Linked DNA regions of Mus musculus: region 2 is linked to region 1. A link is a contact called in public Hi-C data. All regions are on one chromosome and are shown on one strand. The core of a region is the stretch at or near the end of the contact, and the rest is flanking DNA. Distances in the headings are between cores, read along the strand shown. Region 1 has its middle 97 kb from the start of Otol1. Region 2 has its middle 79 kb from the start of Gm23477.

The links. Hi-C and Micro-C count contacts between places; a contact is called where the count stands out from the background.
Region 2: a Hi-C map of cerebellum shows a contact between it and region 1, with 2.6 times the contacts expected there. The contact joins two enhancer-like sites. A contact is called at or near these places in 3 of 484 Hi-C or Micro-C datasets (cerebellar granule neurons, cerebellum and cerebral cortex).

The regions. Positions count from the first base shown.
Region 1 is chr3:70,102,330-70,106,080 of GRCm38.p6, forward strand. No RefSeq gene overlaps it. Among named protein-coding and RNA genes, the nearest start is that of Otol1, 97 kb to the left of the region's middle. Within about 2 kb of position 2,177, at least 86 of the 459 cell types and tissues checked have an H3K27ac peak or open chromatin away from gene starts, as enhancers often do. A contact at or near this core is called in cerebellum, where this site is marked.
Region 2 is chr3:70,305,587-70,309,337 of GRCm38.p6, forward strand. No RefSeq gene overlaps it. Among named protein-coding and RNA genes, the nearest start is that of Gm23477, 79 kb to the left of the region's middle. Within about 2 kb of position 1,830, at least 12 of the 459 cell types and tissues checked have an H3K27ac peak or open chromatin away from gene starts, as enhancers often do. A contact at or near this core is called in cerebellum, where this site is marked.

The DNA.
Region 1 (3,751 bases), core at 927-3,426:
TCCAGAAAGGATGCCAGGCACGCCTTCCTGCAGAGAGATGCTAGGACCAACCGCTTTCATGACCACCTCCTCCACATTCTCTCTCTAGCTTTATGGGCACAGGCTTTAAAGTATGGAGAAACTGAAGCAACGCTAGCTTCATCCCAACCTTTGAAAAGGCCTCTGCGATGCTTACATTTTCAAGAGGGAATGTAAACTGATGTAGAAGCCGAGGGAAGTTCCCCTAAGGGTGCCGAGTGCCAGGGAAAAAACCCCAGTTTCCCCCACCTCCCGCTCTTACTAGAGGGCACATTTGAGAAAGCTGACTGCAGCAACTCTGCTTGCTGGCCAGATCCTTGGCAAAGGCTGATGCTGGCTGCAGCCAAGAGCTGTGTGAGGTTTCAGGACCAGCAGAGGTTTAATAGCACATCCCCGGGTAGCGCAGGTGCCTTGCTGTGGCTCCGGGACATGTGGGAACCACGAGCAAGACCTCTGCATTGGCTACCAGTTCCCAAGCACATCTCTCTCTAGAGCGCAGCCAAGGTCCACTGTGCCAGGCCAGATTGTAATATCCAGCCTCTAACCGATTTTTCAGGAAACACCTTCAGTGGGTATGGGTAGAAAAATCATCTGAATGTCCTTAAGGCAAGCAGGCAGCCTGCTGTGTGGGCTGTGCTCCACAGCCCACACAGACTTGTCTGCAGCAGATTCTTCCCTGAGCTGTCACTCCTGGAAATTTATGCTGCACTTTAGGTCCTCCCTTGTTTGCGGTACCAACTATGGATGCAGCCGCTTGACTCCTCATTTTGCAGATGAGTTGCTTTGAAGACTGGAATTAAAACACAAGTGTCTCATGAGCTCGTAGCCATGCAGGAGCAGGAGGAGCAGGAGGAGGAGGAGGAGGAGGAGGAGGAGGAGGAGGAGGAAGTCTATAATTGGAACTCATCTTCATTTTCTCTCCCTAACTCCCCTTTCTCCTCTACTGTTTCCTTGGTCCACCCTGACTACATCTGTCCTTAGATGATTTTGCTCTGACCATGTAGATTCACTTTGGTAGGAAGTGTAAGTATTGTCTCTGTCAGTGCTGTGCGAGGAAACCTCTGCTTCTAACTTCTGCTTCACTCCAGTTTGGTAGCCATTGTAGAGAATTCGAAAGGACGCGAGGTTTTAAAATTTTGCCTCATTTTAATTCTCTAGGTTGAAATAGAAATAGAGGAACTTGTTACTAAATTTTATTGGATGGTAAAGCGTCATGGATCAATCCACTCATTTCACACCAGGCTCAGGGAGGCGATTTGGACTCATCCCCGGACACACAGCAATTTTTCCAAGCCATTCAGAAAGCGAGTTAGCAGCTTTCGGCCACTAAAAGAGTATTGTGGTGGTCATTGTTACTCTGGCACAATGCTAAGACACATTTTTTATTAGCATGCTGTAATTGTAAAAAACAAGCTTCATTGTGACAACTTCATAATGCAAAGCATGTATCATGGTGATATTTGACACTTCGTCTTTCGGCTCTGTTCTGGCTGGCTTTCCCTCCCCCATTTCCTGTTTTAGTCCCCTTGGCTCCTTTGTTATCTTTTTCCTTTCCTAGTTTCTCTATATAAAGAAAAATGCCAACATACTGTTGTTAAACTCTTGCATCTTAAAAAAAAATGAACCAAACCAGAGAACGCTAAAGTAAAATCACATATTGTACCATGCTGCTTCTCTGTATGAGAAAAACTGGCTCATCTAAGGGGCAAACATTGGTAAAAGCCAACCTGCTAGTCCACAAAGGGCCCTAGGTGGCGCTGTTGTATAACTTCTGAAACTGCAAAATTCAAACTCAAAAATCGAAAGCGACGGAAACCCACTTTTCCTATTTCTTAACTGTCCACCTCTAACGGCTTACTCTTTTATGTCCAGATCTTTGAATATCTTACTTCCCGGTAGAAGGGGAAATAAAATTCTCTCTGTGGATGCACAAAAATAGAATTCCTTATGTATGTATGTAGGTAGGTAGGGGGAAAGCCCGACTGCAGTTGTGCTTTAAAAATATCTTGAGGCATCATGCAGATGAAACCCTCGAGGAAGTTTCCACATGTATTTCTAAGTGCGGAAGGTGAAATCCTGCGGGGATGTAGCTCACCAATGCTCAAGGGCTGTCCTCCGAGAAGACGTTTATTGCTAAACACCATCTCAGATTCCTGAAGTCACGAGGCTTGGTCAGAATGTCATTTTTGGGAGAGGCCGAGGCCACACACTTTGCAGACTATCAGTACATCCAGGTTACAGGCAAGGTTTGAGCGTACGGTTTCTAGTACCTAAAGGGTACATCCAGAGTTGTGTATAAACAACCCACTAACTTAGCTCGGGGAGCCCAGACCTAGAATCTTTTTTGGTAATAACGCTGTTCTTTCTCCAGGAGAGGACACCTCATATAGACATTCAATAACGCCTTGTACCTTGTAATTCCCTTAAAAGTTAATGAACGGGCTAAAATGAATTTTAATAAGTGCTAATTAATTGCAGTTTGTCTTCCGATTTGAAGAACAAAGGCACCCCCGCAGTATTTGGCGGTTTCCTCGGTTGTTTTGAAACTACTTAACAGCAGATGGCAGTGTTGCTCTGTACGTGGCCTGCGGAGGCTTGGCAAGAAACTTCCCACAATCCTTTTCCAGCAGAACTCCACAAAGAGATGCACCCATGATTAAAGCCTAGATGGAGACAGAAAGCAGGGCACAGGGAAGTTCACAAAGTGAACTCAAAATATGGGGGTAATTTCATCCTTGTATGATTTAGTTGAATCAAATTTTACTGATGTGCATCACAACCATGTATTTAAATTACATGGCCAAAGAATTTCAAATAATGGGCATTCTGTGTGTGTGTGTGTGTGTGTGTGTCGGGGGGGAGTGACAGAAAATGGGGAGATAGGCACAGATGTTATTATAACATATTGTGTATAGATATTTACATATACTAGTGATCCAACCAATCATGCATCCATTCATCCATCTGTCCATCTGTCCATCCATCCATCATCTGTGTCTACCAGTCTACCTACCTATCATATATATGTATATTATATTTATATACATTCATTCATTCTGAGGATGACCAGAATTGCAGTCCACGTGTGAAATCTTTAGGTTCAGGCGCATCACTTAGGCGCTCAAGCTGGAATTTTCTCGTCTTGGGAAGAAAGTTATGAACTAAGGGTTTCCAGCATCACCTCTGACTTTGACATTTGTGAAGTCTGCGAACATTTCCATATTCTCTGGCACTTTCTGCACCTTCAGAGTTGACCAAATAAACTCTTGTCCTTCAAGTCACACTGACCTGGGTGAAGTCACAAAGCTGGATTATGCTCAATGTCATATCTTATTTGGCTTTTGGATGCTATTTAGCAAGACTCCTGTCCAAATGGCAGGCAGTGGTGACCAAGGCAATTAGGGAGATTGATTTAGCATGCATGATTTCATTTTCTGCTTCCTACGGTGAGAGATGAAGGGCCTAAGATAACCAAATTGGACTTAGCCAAATTTAGACATCAATTTTTCAGATTGTTTTCATGTTGCAACAGCACTTAAGGTAAATTTAAACTTCATTATTTTTTAAAATAACTTTTTTCAGAAGAGTTTTCCAGGTATGTGAAAATCACTTGTCCCTTCTAAAGGTTTCTTTGTCTTTTCTACATCAGTTTATTGTTTAAAAAGATTAAAAAAATGCATCAACTTTTCAAATAACATTATTTTTTCTGAGCCTCTTGTGTATTTGGTGTTCT
Region 2 (3,751 bases), core at 580-3,079, 200 kb after region 1:
AAATGATGCAATTAATTTAAAAAATAGGTTTTTTTTAGAAACTGAAATTAATGAAAAAATACTGAAAAAGTATATATTTATTGAGTTTGTTATTTGAATATTTTATACATGTATAACATACATTCTGATGATTACAACTCCTTATCCACCCTTTAAATGTTTCTCCTTTTTATTCTTCCTTTTCCATATAAGCAACCTTAACATATTCATGAAATTCTCAAAAATAAATTTTAAATTATGAACATGAATAAGTTACATATTGTAATCATACTATCATTTTAAAGTATTTATTTAGAAATTTTAAATTTTGTATATGGCTATACATGGGCATGTATGTGTGTATACGATGCCTACAGATGCCAGAGGTGCAGCTTTTCTGTCATAGGTAGATTAGCTCTCTCACAGTACACATCTCACTTCTCTGCTTCTTATAATATTTCTTCTCCTCTTCTTTGATGGTTCCCTAAGACTTTCGTGTAGGAGTTGTGTTTTAGATGTGTCAATTGTGTCTGAGAACCCCATGGCCAGTTGTTTACACCATTATGTTCTGTTGTGGCCTTCTCTGATCATCTCCATCTGCTGCAAAAATAAGCTTTGATGAGGGATGAGAGTTGTATCTATCTATGTGCACATTGATGAATATTTAGAATGTAGTTTGAAATTATACCAGTTTAAGAAATAGCAGTAGTAGAGGAGATTATAGGTTCCATGTCCTCACTATCCATGGCTAATGGGCTGGATTTACAGCATCAAGCACACATTCTCTTATACTGAGAGGGCCTTAAGGTCAAAAAGACAATTGTTCATTACCCATAGGATGTAAGTGTCACTATTGTGTCTTTGGGGTACCTTACAGTTCTGGTTCTTGTAGTTTGTAGATGTTATAACTGGGTAGATGTGTTGGTCATTTTTTGTTGACTTAACAAAAATCAGAGTTATCTAAAATGATAAACCTTAATTGAGAAAATGTCTCCATCAAATTGTTCTGTAGGCAAGATTGTGAGGAAATTTTTTGATTACTGATTGGTGTTGGGAGGGTCAACCATTGTGGGTGGTACCATCCCTCGGCAGGTGGGTCCAAGTTAAACAAAAATAAGAAAGCAGAGTGAACTATGAAAAGTAAGCAAATAAGAAGCATTCTTGCATAGTACTATTTCAGGTCTTCAGTTCCTGCTCTGACTTTTCAAAGTGTTGGACTGTGATGTGGGACTTGTAAGCTGAAACAGACCCTTTTGTCCACAAGTTAGCTCTGGTCAGTATTTTAGCAATAGAAATGAAACTAAGACAGTAAAACTACTGGTTACTTTTTTCTCTTGACAGCTTGGATAGCCCGTTTTTTATACTTTGAAGGCTAGTTGGCTTCTAGTTTCAGTTCTTTCGAGTACTTTACCCAAAGCATATAGTTTCTTTATCAATAGAGTCTTACCAGCAATTTTCTGGGAAGCAACAGAGGGCAGCATTAATAACCTATGTTGTTTTCATGGTTTCTTACACTTTTCTAACTGACAATTTGAAAAGGACTATCCTATGACTGACACTGGATTTTCAGGGGGACTGTTGCCACCTCAAATAGTATAACTTCATTCTAACTATTTTTGTATACACATGAATCTAACACTATGATTTTGTGATAATGATTGCAGTCAGACATTGGAAGATTGAATGAAGTAATTTCCCATAACATGTTTTAAGGCTTTGTGGTATAATTTTAAATAAACCAGAATGATAGATCAAAAGAATGTGTTCATTTTATCCCCTTAATCACAGAGTGTATTTTATTATTGTGGCTGAGAATACAACATAACAATGTGGACCATATTTCATTAGAAAGTCGCTCAGGTTCCCAGAGTATTGTCTTGTAGTTGGCATTGCAACTGAGTATTTAATAATGTATTTTAATACTCTAGATGGCTAGTTATTTTGGCAAAAAAATGTCAGCGAATTTCATGCACATCACCTTATTATCTTATTTCTTTTATAAATTAAGCTTTCTTAGTGAGAAGTAATATTGTTTGGGTTAACTTCGTAATGAGTAGACATTCAGGAAGTTAACAGATGGTATTGTTGGCAAAGAGAGGCAAGCAGAGCCTGCCAATCCAGATCCAAAATAAGTCTGTATTCTAATAAGGAAAAATCCACTGTGGGGAAGGGTCCAAAATAACCAACTTGCTGCCAACAGGCTATCTGCTTTCCTTTGGATATGGGGACCTGCCTGAGGTTCAGAGATGGTGGCTTTTGCTATAAAATTGGGCATTCAATCCTGATGATAGCCAAATTTGTATTAGTGAGGAGTCCATTTGTTGAGTCTATTCAAAATCCCCTTACAGTGCCATGGCTGCAATTTAAATGAACATGTTATGTAAACATGCCTGGGATTTGGGGGAGGAAAATCAAGATTGACTGGCATCTACGTTTAGAACAAGTTGTCCCCTTGATTATTGAAAGCCTCATCTTTAGTGGGAACTTTTTACTGAACATTTGCATAGGACAAAAATAATCTCGAATTCTTAGTTAATTCTGGGAGGTTTATCCAAACCCCTTTGTCTCCAACCATCTGGTCAAACCATTAGTCATTGCCCTTCAATTGTTTCACATGCAATGTCTCCTTCCAGGAAAACTGGACCACAATATGTACCCTGCTAGTTCTGCCCACTAGGAGAATTATCTTTTATATTTTTCCCCAGCATCATTCCAATCAGGGTAGGAGATACAGGGCTATAGCAATTCACTTTGTACTAGTGCCAGCATGTTGGACAGTGCTCTTTTCGAACCAGCCTGGATAAGTTTTCTCTGTGATCAACTCCTGGCAAAAATCTTGCCATGTGGCCACAGGAATAGCACTTGGAGTTACCGACTTGCTTGCTCAGGTAAGCTCATCACTATGTCCCCAGGGACTGCACCTGCTGATGGAATATTAACAGATGTCCACAGCTTACTGATGTAAATGTTTAGTGCACAACAGGCAACTTAGGTATATTTGTTAAAGGCAAAGCTTTTGCCTCTAACAGATACCAATGTAAAGACACTGAAGGCAAATTTGCAGCCAAAGATGAGAAAATTCCTCTTTAATACTTGAGCTATAGTTTTCTATTACACCCCAATATTTATGATGATATCCAGTCAATAGCCAAGTGTTTCCATGGCAGTCAACATGGTGTTACCTTCCTGTTCATAAATAAGTACATAGCGTTACCAGCCCAGTTAACAGCATGAGGTTCCTAAGTCAGAAGTAAAGGCCCCTTGTGAGAGAGTCGAAACCCCTGTCTCTCACAGACAGCAGATAGTTGGTTTATATCAGAGATAGGAGACTAAAGGTATTTTGTTGGCCTATCTTACAATAGTAGATGAATTCTCGAATTCTGTATACAGTGAGTGAATAAAAGTCAAATATTTGTCTAATCAATATTTATGGAGCAGCAGGCAAATAAGGGCAGTGTTTAGTTCTTCCCCAGATGATAATAAATCTTGGATAAGTGCTGCAGTGGGAGAAGTTTCCGATTAGGCATGTAATAATCTTTGTCATTTAAAAAGATCTATCCACCTGGGAGACAATGTGAGCATGCTTTCTGGTTTCATAGCATATTTGTTCCAACTGTACATTTTGGAACTCGATTCAAAGCCAGAAAAATGGAAAGAAGGATTTTTTCCCATGTGGGAGCAATGGCATTTCTGGAACTGTGGGATCTTCTGGACCATGTCACTCACCATTAAGTATGCATATCCCGCCTCTTGAACCTAGTTGGGACTTGGT